Linked DNA regions of Mus musculus: all the other regions are linked to region 2. A link is a contact called in public HiCAR-type and promoter capture Hi-C data. All regions are on one chromosome and are shown on one strand. The core of a region is the stretch at or near the end of the contact, and the rest is flanking DNA. Distances in the headings are between cores, read along the strand shown. Region 1 holds the start of Gabrb1 (gamma-aminobutyric acid (GABA) A receptor, subunit beta 1). Region 2 holds the start of Gabra2 (gamma-aminobutyric acid (GABA) A receptor, subunit alpha 2). Region 3 overlaps Gabrb1 (gamma-aminobutyric acid (GABA) A receptor, subunit beta 1).

What was found. Promoter capture Hi-C pulls out the DNA fragments that hold promoters and counts their contacts. HiCAR-type assays count read pairs that join an accessible place to other places.
Region 1: a contact with region 2 is called in a HiCAR-type map of astrocytes, with 4 times the contacts expected there. The contact joins the promoter of Gabrb1 here to the promoter of Gabra2 in region 2. A contact is called at or near these places in 1 of 39 promoter capture datasets (the HPC-7 cell line), 2 of 484 Hi-C or Micro-C datasets (both in cortical neurons) and 3 of 115 datasets of contacts at active chromatin or transcription factors (astrocytes, embryonic stem cells and forebrain).
Region 3: a promoter capture Hi-C map of hippocampal neurons shows a contact between it and region 2, with 6 times the contacts expected there. The contact joins the enhancer-like site here to the promoter of Gabra2 in region 2. A contact is called at or near these places in 5 of 39 promoter capture datasets (cranial neural crest, frontonasal cranial neural crest, hippocampal neurons and 2 more), 3 of 484 Hi-C or Micro-C datasets (cerebral cortex, cortical neurons and forebrain), 4 of 115 datasets of contacts at active chromatin or transcription factors (astrocytes, embryonic forebrain, forebrain and 1 more) and 1 of 9 other capture datasets (embryonic stem cells).

Annotation. Positions count from the first base shown.
Region 1 is chr5:71,698,622-71,701,321 of GRCm38.p6, reverse strand. Gabrb1 (gamma-aminobutyric acid (GABA) A receptor, subunit beta 1) reads right to left here and starts at 1,390. Exons shown (of 9, transcript NM_008069.5): 1 at 1,227-1,390; 2 at 942-1,033; 3 at 450-517. The coding sequence starts at 1,306. Gm38562 (a long non-coding RNA gene) reads left to right here. Exons shown (of 4, transcript XR_868471.1): 3 at 2,037-2,130.
Region 2 is chr5:71,094,510-71,097,209 of GRCm38.p6, reverse strand. Gabra2 (gamma-aminobutyric acid (GABA) A receptor, subunit alpha 2) reads left to right here and starts at 1,361. Exons shown (of 10, transcript NM_008066.4): 1 at 1,361-1,635; 2 at 2,592-2,678. The coding sequence starts at 2,608.
Region 3 is chr5:72,093,322-72,096,021 of GRCm38.p6, reverse strand. All of the region lies in intron 5 of Gabrb1 (gamma-aminobutyric acid (GABA) A receptor, subunit beta 1), which reads right to left. Among named protein-coding and RNA genes, the nearest start is that of Commd8, 74 kb to the left of the region's middle. Within about 2 kb of position 1,256, at least 8 of the 459 cell types and tissues checked have an H3K27ac peak or open chromatin away from gene starts, as enhancers often do. A contact at or near this core is called in forebrain and hippocampal neurons, where this site is marked.

The DNA of each region.
Region 1 (2,700 bases), core at 141-2,640, 600 kb before region 2:
TGGGGCTTTCAGGCTGCTCAGCTGTGGAGATTTTGGGGCTCTTGTCTGGCCACAGCTGGCTGCGAACCCCTGGTCCGGGGGAACCCACTGTACACCACTTGGCCGCCGGCAGATGGTGCCCTGCACAGCCCGACAGTCGGGGAGACCCGGCTAAAGTAAGGCTCAGACTCCGCCCCAGCCAATCCACCGGCGCAACAGTCCCCCTTCCTTCCCAAAATAGTGCGGAGTACGTCTCCTTCGGAGCACTGCGGTAGCCTGTGTGTGTGTCGAAAATACAAACTGTGGGGCGACCGACAGTGTGTGTACTGGAGTGGGGCGTACGCGCGGAGTGGGGACCCTGGGGACCAGGGCCGAGGTGACCACCAATGAAAAGCAGAGGACGGGGAACTGGTTCATTTCTCATCTGCGTAAGCTCGGCCGGCCGCCGAGCCCTTGGGGAGGCCACTCACCATATTCACTTCCGAGACCATGTCTATGCTGGCGACATCGATCCGCATCCCGACGTCCACCGGGGGCCCTGCCAGGGAGGTGGACCACAGCAAAGACAGTCTTTGAGTGGCAGGGAGCTGAGGGGACATTGGGGGCTTCCCAGATCTTATTACAGACTAAGCAGGCTCCCTCCCTACCCCTTTCCTGTTGTAGGGGACAGCGGGAGAAAACAGGTGTGGGCACACGCGTGATGCAGTGACAGTGCAGAGGGTGTGTCGGCTTGAAGAGAGGGACAGCTCAGCCTGAGGATACGTCCACCTGAGATTGGGGATAGTGCGTGGTGTGTGTGTGTGTGTGTGTGTGTGTGTGTGTGTGTGTGTGTGTGTGTGCGCGCAGGGCGTAGTATTGCACGTTTACAGGAACGGTAAAATGGGGAAGGAGGCATTATATCTGACAGAAAAGGTGAACTAGGGATGGGTAACAGGTTGAAAAAAAAAATGAAGAAGCATTACCTCCAAAGTCCGGCCGCAAGCGAATGTCATATCCTTTGAGCAGTCGGTCCACTGTCTCTTTCACGTATGACATGTTGCTGGGTTCATTGGAGCTGAAGGGAAGAAGTAGGGACCGTATTCAGAAAGATCACAAACTGAAAACAGACATAAAAAAAGATCCAGGCACACCTACCCCCAAATAACAAGATACATGATCCAGCAGGCACGGGAAAATAAAAAATAAAAGAAGAAGAAGAAAATCACCAAGGAAAAAAAAAGAGAGAGAGATTGAAGCAGGCAGCTCACCTGTGTGCACAACAAACCATAGCAACCATCACGGGAAAAGAGAGAAGCCCCAAACTCTCTCGATTTTGTACTGTCCACATTCCTAACTCTGATGAAAGAATTGTCTTTTCTGCGAAGATTCAAGGAATGCAACTTAGTCGGCGGCTGGGCAGTAATTCCCGAATGGACCTGCGCATGCGCAGAGGGTACTCACTACCAAAAGACACCTTGTGCCTTGCAAACAATATTCCTAGTGGAACAGGCAACAGATTTCAATCCCTTTAAAGTTCCTGTCTGAGGTGCTCCGCGTTCTCTGGGTAGTCGAATACAACCTGCTGTCTCTATGCAAAGGAGCCAACGTGCCTGTGTGTGTGTGTGTGTGCCCAGTTTTCCTGAGCTGTGGTTTGCTGTGTTCCTTTCCCTCCTGTCCTAAGCTTGAATTTTTTTCTTTTTCCTTTTCTTTTCCTTCTTTCTTTTCTTTTCCTTCTTTTTTTTTTCTTTTTTAAAACAGGGCTTTCAATGATCTGGCTAAGGCTGTCTGGCATCTTTTGTTGACAGTTATAGAGGTCCTAGAACAAGAAGTCTGGAGATGGTTCTCTGGTTGTCTGTAGAAAAGATGGGGAGGGTGCTGGGGAGGGGAGTGGGCAGAGACTGCCCGGCCGGCCGGCCCGGAAAAGGAGTTTGGGGGTGGGGAGGAGGAAACACAGGGAGGGTTTGGGAGTCTTGTCCTCTCTTCGGAGGTTATGAAGACAGCTGCTTGCTTGTGGAATTGGAGGGGGGGGGGGGGGAGGAGAGAACTGACTAACTTTTAAATGTATGCTTTTCCTTTAGCTCCCATCTCCATCAGTCCACTTGGAATGGGAAGTGAAGAGAAGAAGAATGAAGCAACCCTGGCAATCAATCTTTTTTTCCAGGACCTTTGCTGGTAAATCTTGTAGGTTTTAGTCGCCCAAGCTTTTTGCTTATAACTGTCAGTGTGCTAGCTCCTGTTCTTAATCCCTAAATTGAACACTGAACATCCTCAGTCTAATATGCCTTATGCAGCCCGGGAAAAGCCAATCTTCTTTCAAATAAAGGGAAGTTAGGAAATGCAATTCAGTACATATCACTAAAAAACATGTTAGGTGGTTGGAGATTCTGGGATGGATTCATGCCCTTTGTTAAATAGCATATATCAAGTCTTCATTTGATACTAGGTATTCTGAAACTTAGAGTAAACTTTTCACAAACCCCTTACAAAGATAAGCAAAAAGAAATCACTTCTTCCTGATATTGTCTGTGTAAACTGAAGAATTATTACCAAACCAAGAAGCACTAAAAATTACCTTAGAGGAGAAGAAAAAACAAACAAACAAGCAAACAAAGAACAGAAGACAAAGCTTTTGTCTGGCAAGGAAGGGGAATTCTTCTTGAGGGAGAACAGTATGTACTAAATCTTACAGACTGGAAAAAGTACTTCTATAACTGTATGCAAAAGAGATCCATTGTGGGGGGG
Region 2 (2,700 bases), core at 112-2,611:
TTGTGTGTGTGTGTGTGTGTGTGTGTGTGTGTGTGTGTGTGTGTGTGTGCTCAACTACCAAATGGTACATATTGACTCTGAATGTAAAATAACAGAGTCGTACAAGCTTAGGACACTCTCCCTTTTCTCCTTTTATAGTGTCTCACATTTATGAAAACTTCTGAGAAAAAAAGATAAAGAGCGGCTCTGGTTTGCCTGAGTAGAATGTTCCTAAGATTCAGTTTCCTGCACAGTACAAAAAGGAATGCATCTTTCTTTTCTTTTTCATTGGTTTCCTTTTTCTTTTTCTGTTCATGTTGCACGGTTCGATTTTATCGCCCCAGATAAAGCGGAAGGAAACATCAGACAGATCAAACACAGAATTCTCAAAGTGTATGATAGGTTTGGAATTACAAGTCCCTGCCAAGAAAAAGCCCTAAAGGGGGGAAAACCTCAAACTGCTCCATCTCGTTCCTGTCTGCAATGGAAAGAAGGCAGCAGGTTCCTTAGCTCAGGGCTAACATAAACTTTTTATAGCTCTTAGACTGAATCTTGAGCACCAGGTAAGGAGAATGCCTGGACAAAGAGATTAGGGTAAAGCATTGCTGAAAGAAAGCAGGGGGTTTTCCTGAAGGGTAAGGTCAGCATAGGGCCCTCACTGATCCGCTTTGGGCAAGTCTCCAGACCTCCTAGCTTGAGGGGAAACTGGTCCTAATTATGGGAGCGCTGAGCAAAGAGAGGTACATCCAGAGGGCTAAGGAAATCAAAGAAACTTCCTGCTGTGTAATTCCACGTAACGTGCGTTTAACATGGTCCTGCGTGGATGCGCTGATGACTAAGTAAAGGCGTGATTAGCCCCTTCGCCCTCCAGTGGGAGCCATACATCGTTACCTCTTCCAGGCAACCACGTCGCTCCACTAGGGATGATGTCGGGGGACGAGCGGCAGGGAGCCGCCCGTGGGACCTAGGGCCTCACAAACACACACCATTCACAGTTCAGCACCCACACTCACCAGCAGCCGCCCCCTAACCCTTACACCAGGAAGCTCACTGCCTCCAGCTCCAGGCAGGGTGTGGGCTCCACTCCTCCAGCGCGGTGTGGGCGCGGGCAGCGGCGCTCCCAGGCGCACTGTGGTGCCCCGCGCTACCCCGGCTGTGCTGCCCCAGGTGCCCAGAGGGCGGCGGTGGCTTGGCCAGGATTGGGGTGGGGGATAAGGGGTCCCCTATTCCCTGGAACCTTCTTAATCCTCTTCCTTGGGCTAGCTCCTCCTCCTCCAGGCGCGGGGCTCGTGCCCGCTGCTGCCTGCCTGCGCGCATCGCGCCTCCGCGCCCCCACCCCGGCTCCTGCGATCGCTACTCCCTCCTCCTCTTCCTCCTCCTCCTCCTCCGCCCATCACCGCCACTACGGACGCCTTCGCCGCCTACTCCTCGCGCGGCCACGACTCCTCAAGCTCTCTGCTACAGCTTCCACCGGCCCATCCATTCGTTTGCTGCCTGGTCTTTAGGCTGCTGCAGTCTCTCTCTCTCTCTCTCTCTCTCTCTCTCTCTCTCTCTCTCTCTCTCTCTCTCTCTCTCTCTCTCTCTCTCTCAAGTTTCTGTGGAAACAGATTCAAAGCCACTGGAGGAAAACATCTACTACTTCTACTAGCTGTTCAGGTAGGGTCGCAGACGTTGGTGGCAGCGGGGGTAACCTTTGCTCATTCCCCTCTGCTTCGCCAGCATGCCACCCCCACCCCACCAACCCACTCCACTCTTCATGCTCCTTCGACACGGAGGCTCAGGTTCTCCTAGTCTCTCCATCCTCCAAGATCGAATTCCAATGTCCCTCCCCAGAAACGTATATTCGCAACTACAATAAAAATCCAAGAGCCAGTCCGGCGGCTGCACGCTGGCCCGGCTCTTTTACAGTCTCCAACTTTGCACACACTGGCAGCGCTGCCTGCCTGCTCAGCGGCGTCTGATCCGGAGCCTCACGCTCCTTTGGTAGTCTTGGCTCAGAGCAGCTGTCAAATGCATAGTTCGCAGCACTTGATTTCCACCCTGCTGCCTCTTGAACATGGACGTGGGCAAATGTGAAAGGGCAGGGCGAATGATTTGGATTTGATTTTCTATTTTTTTTTTTTTTTGAGGGTGTGATGGTGGTTGTTGTTGAGTAAAGTGAAGACGTGAGTACCACAATTAACTGTAAGGAAAAGATAGAAATGAAAAAGTAGCCTGCTTGCTGCCAGCTTTTTCCTGCTGTCGTTGCGGAGGTGATCTTCCTTGAGAGGGTGAGGCGTGGAGTATCCATCTCCCCACCTCTTTCGCACACACTCCTCCAACCTATTTCTTCATCAGCTACTGTGTCAGTTTAGAGTCCCGGGTTGTCATTTTATGCGTGCATAACGATTTTTTTTTTTTCAGAGGATGGGACTGGGGAAGTTATAGGCAGAGGAAAATGTATTAGTGGTGTAATCTTTCCATTAAAAAAATCCTTTCCCATTGCCTGTCATCCAGTCCTATACCTAGTAGACAGGAGTAACATCCCCTCCTAATTGAAATGAAATTCTTTTGGGTTATTGGCTTGGTAGGATGAGAACAAATTTAATTTAATTTTGTTTTTTCTTCCATAGCTTTGGCAACAAGAAGATGAAGACAAAATTGAGCACATGCAATGTATGGTCTCTGCTGCTTGTTCTTCTGGTGTGGGACCCAGTCAGGTGAAGCATTGTTTTTGATTTC
Region 3 (2,700 bases), core at 7-2,506, 1.0 Mb before region 2:
GCCTTTTTCCTCCCTGGTAAATAGCATTCACAATGGTAGAAATTGCTATGTAGTAACCTGGAAGAGAAAAGTCATCGATCTTCTTGGAGACCTTGGATTCTAGAACACCAACTTTCCAGACAAGATAGGCTCATGGTTCAATAGTAGACTGACTACTATGAGAGTACCCAAGTGCATTCTCATGGGCTCTGAAGTCACCTCCACAATAGCGAGTTAAAGCATAGTACTGAGGTCCACAGCTGTGCAATCTTAGGCCCTACATCTACTGCTTCTGTTTGATAATTGAATTGAAACTGTCTCCTGAGTATTTATGTCTAGATCGATAGACAGATGCTTCCTCAACCTTGGTCATGGTTGCTTCTATTTGGAAGGAGTAGCTGCTAATGCAGAGACTCATGGTTGGCCACGTACCATAAATGTCTATTGTGTACTCTTCCTTCAAATGGACATTCTTTTCCACAGCCCAGGGAACACCAGCAAAGAGGGGGTGGGGAGAATGAAGTAGGATTCAGATGGAGAAAAGGGCCATGTCACACTGTTTTCTGAGAATGACATGGCTGTCACACTTATGAACTCACAACAGATATAGTTCTTTGCACGGACCACACAATACTAGGCCTTCCCACATGTAGTAATGAATGCCAGTAAGTACTCATGGGGCCAGGCCCCTCCTTGGGGGAGGAGTTGGCAGTTGATGGCTGCTGGAGGTGAGGAGAGAATCAGTTGTCTTCACTGATGTAGGTACTGATGAGTTGCGGATAGTCCAATACACAGCTTCATGTCAAAGCCAAAGCCAGTGGCCCTGGTTAAACTCACCAGGCCACAAAGCGATAGCAAAAACAAAAGGAGACTGATATGCTAGTCAGAGGCTGATTAATTCAGAAGAGAGGGTTATTGGTGTGTGTGTGTGGGGGGGGTGTAGGAAGGACACTAGAGAGTATGGGATGCTGTAACTGTAAGGAAAATGTATCATATGTATAAAATTGTCAAAAATAAATGAGAAGCCACGGTAAAGAACCTGTATAGAAATAGTTAAAAGTAGCTTTCCATGGATGTCAAGACGACGGGCAATGGAAACGTATTTGACAACTTTAGTGTGTAAGTATGCCATACCTTTGAAAGGAAACCCCAGTAAATCACTTTTTTTATGTTCCAGAAATCGCCAAAATCTATTTTGAGAAATGGGAAACACAGAAACCCAAAACTACACAGTTAACCTGTAGAGGGCACCCAAGACTTTTTAGACTAGACTGTGCTTTCAGATCTGAAAATTGCACCCTTTCTGTTAGGCATAAGGAAGAGTTCTAGCTTTTTCACAGTGATTTTAAATTTTGGATCATTGATTCTCAGGAGGTTTTATTTTGAAATTAGCTTATATTAAACGATCCTAGAACAATTATGATTAATGTACTTTGCCACGAATTCAGATTTAAAGCCGAGGATCTAATTTAATAATGGAACGTTAGTTGGTGCTTAAAGCAAGCGTGGCAAATGACCTGCTTTGGTGTGCCTGGTGCTTGGCCTGTGACCTTATTATCACTGTCATCTTGAAAATGACCCTGTAGTATCCCAAATGTGTGGACAAAGCAACAAAACTCTATGGCCTGTGTATGATATATGTATGCCATGAATCCATTCTTCATATCTTCATATCTCTCGGTTGAGACTAAGTAAACCATAGAAGTAAGATATGTTAAAACACATGATTGGCTGAAGATAGAGCTCAGTTTCTGACTTTATGAGCCAACCAGAGTCCGACTCACTTTAGGGATAAACTGTTTATTTTTAGTTTCACACTGCTTTTCATTCACCCGCAGGTAACAGTGAATCTACAGCATACAGTTTTTAAACATGATGCTTTTTCCTTCTGTAGAGGTAAGGTGTGTGGTCCCTGCCATGGGTTTTCACAAGCCTATTGCTATTAGAATCTCTTCTAGGTCAGGGTGGACAGTCTTCAAGAGCCAGAAACCGTAAGCTTCTATGGCTCATCGACTACTATGGATTTCCCCCATAATCCCTTGCCGTTTGGAATCCACATGAGTCAAATGCTAGAAATCTAAAGCTATTCTGTGGTTTGTGTCTAGAGCTTGTCTACATTCAATTCCAGGTGCTAGGTCAGTGTTGCAGAGGTTATTATATTAGACATGTTGGTCACATTAATATTTGTGCTTTTAAAATTGCATTGTGTTGGGGCATGCTGAAAAACCCCACTGTCTGACTACTATTATTGGTTTTTCTAGAATTGATTTTTTTCCCCATGTAATTTGGCAGTTACATTGATGGAACGTGTGGCTTGTTGCCATTTTCTTTATGTCAAAGGCTTTCTTTCTGATGAGCATGAAATAGGAAAGCAGGCAAATACAAATGTATTTTTAGAGCTGCCCGGTGCAGAATGGGTTGGGCACAGCAGTCGCAGAAGGGTATTGCTCTGTAGCTATTGTCCGATCTTTGGCCTGGAAAGAAAAGCAATGATGATAATTCTTACTTTTCAGGTGGGGGAAATAAAAGCACAGACATTCATGACCTGATTGGGAAGGCTGAACGCTTCCAAGTTTCTATCCGTGGAAACAGGGCCAATGATCTGTGCTACCTGACTCATAGGGAAGATAAAAAGGTCGTTTGGCAAAGTTACGGCTGCAGAGTGCGTCTTAGAGGCAATCCATCATCCTAGCACTTAGAAGCATCACAAAAAAGCATCAG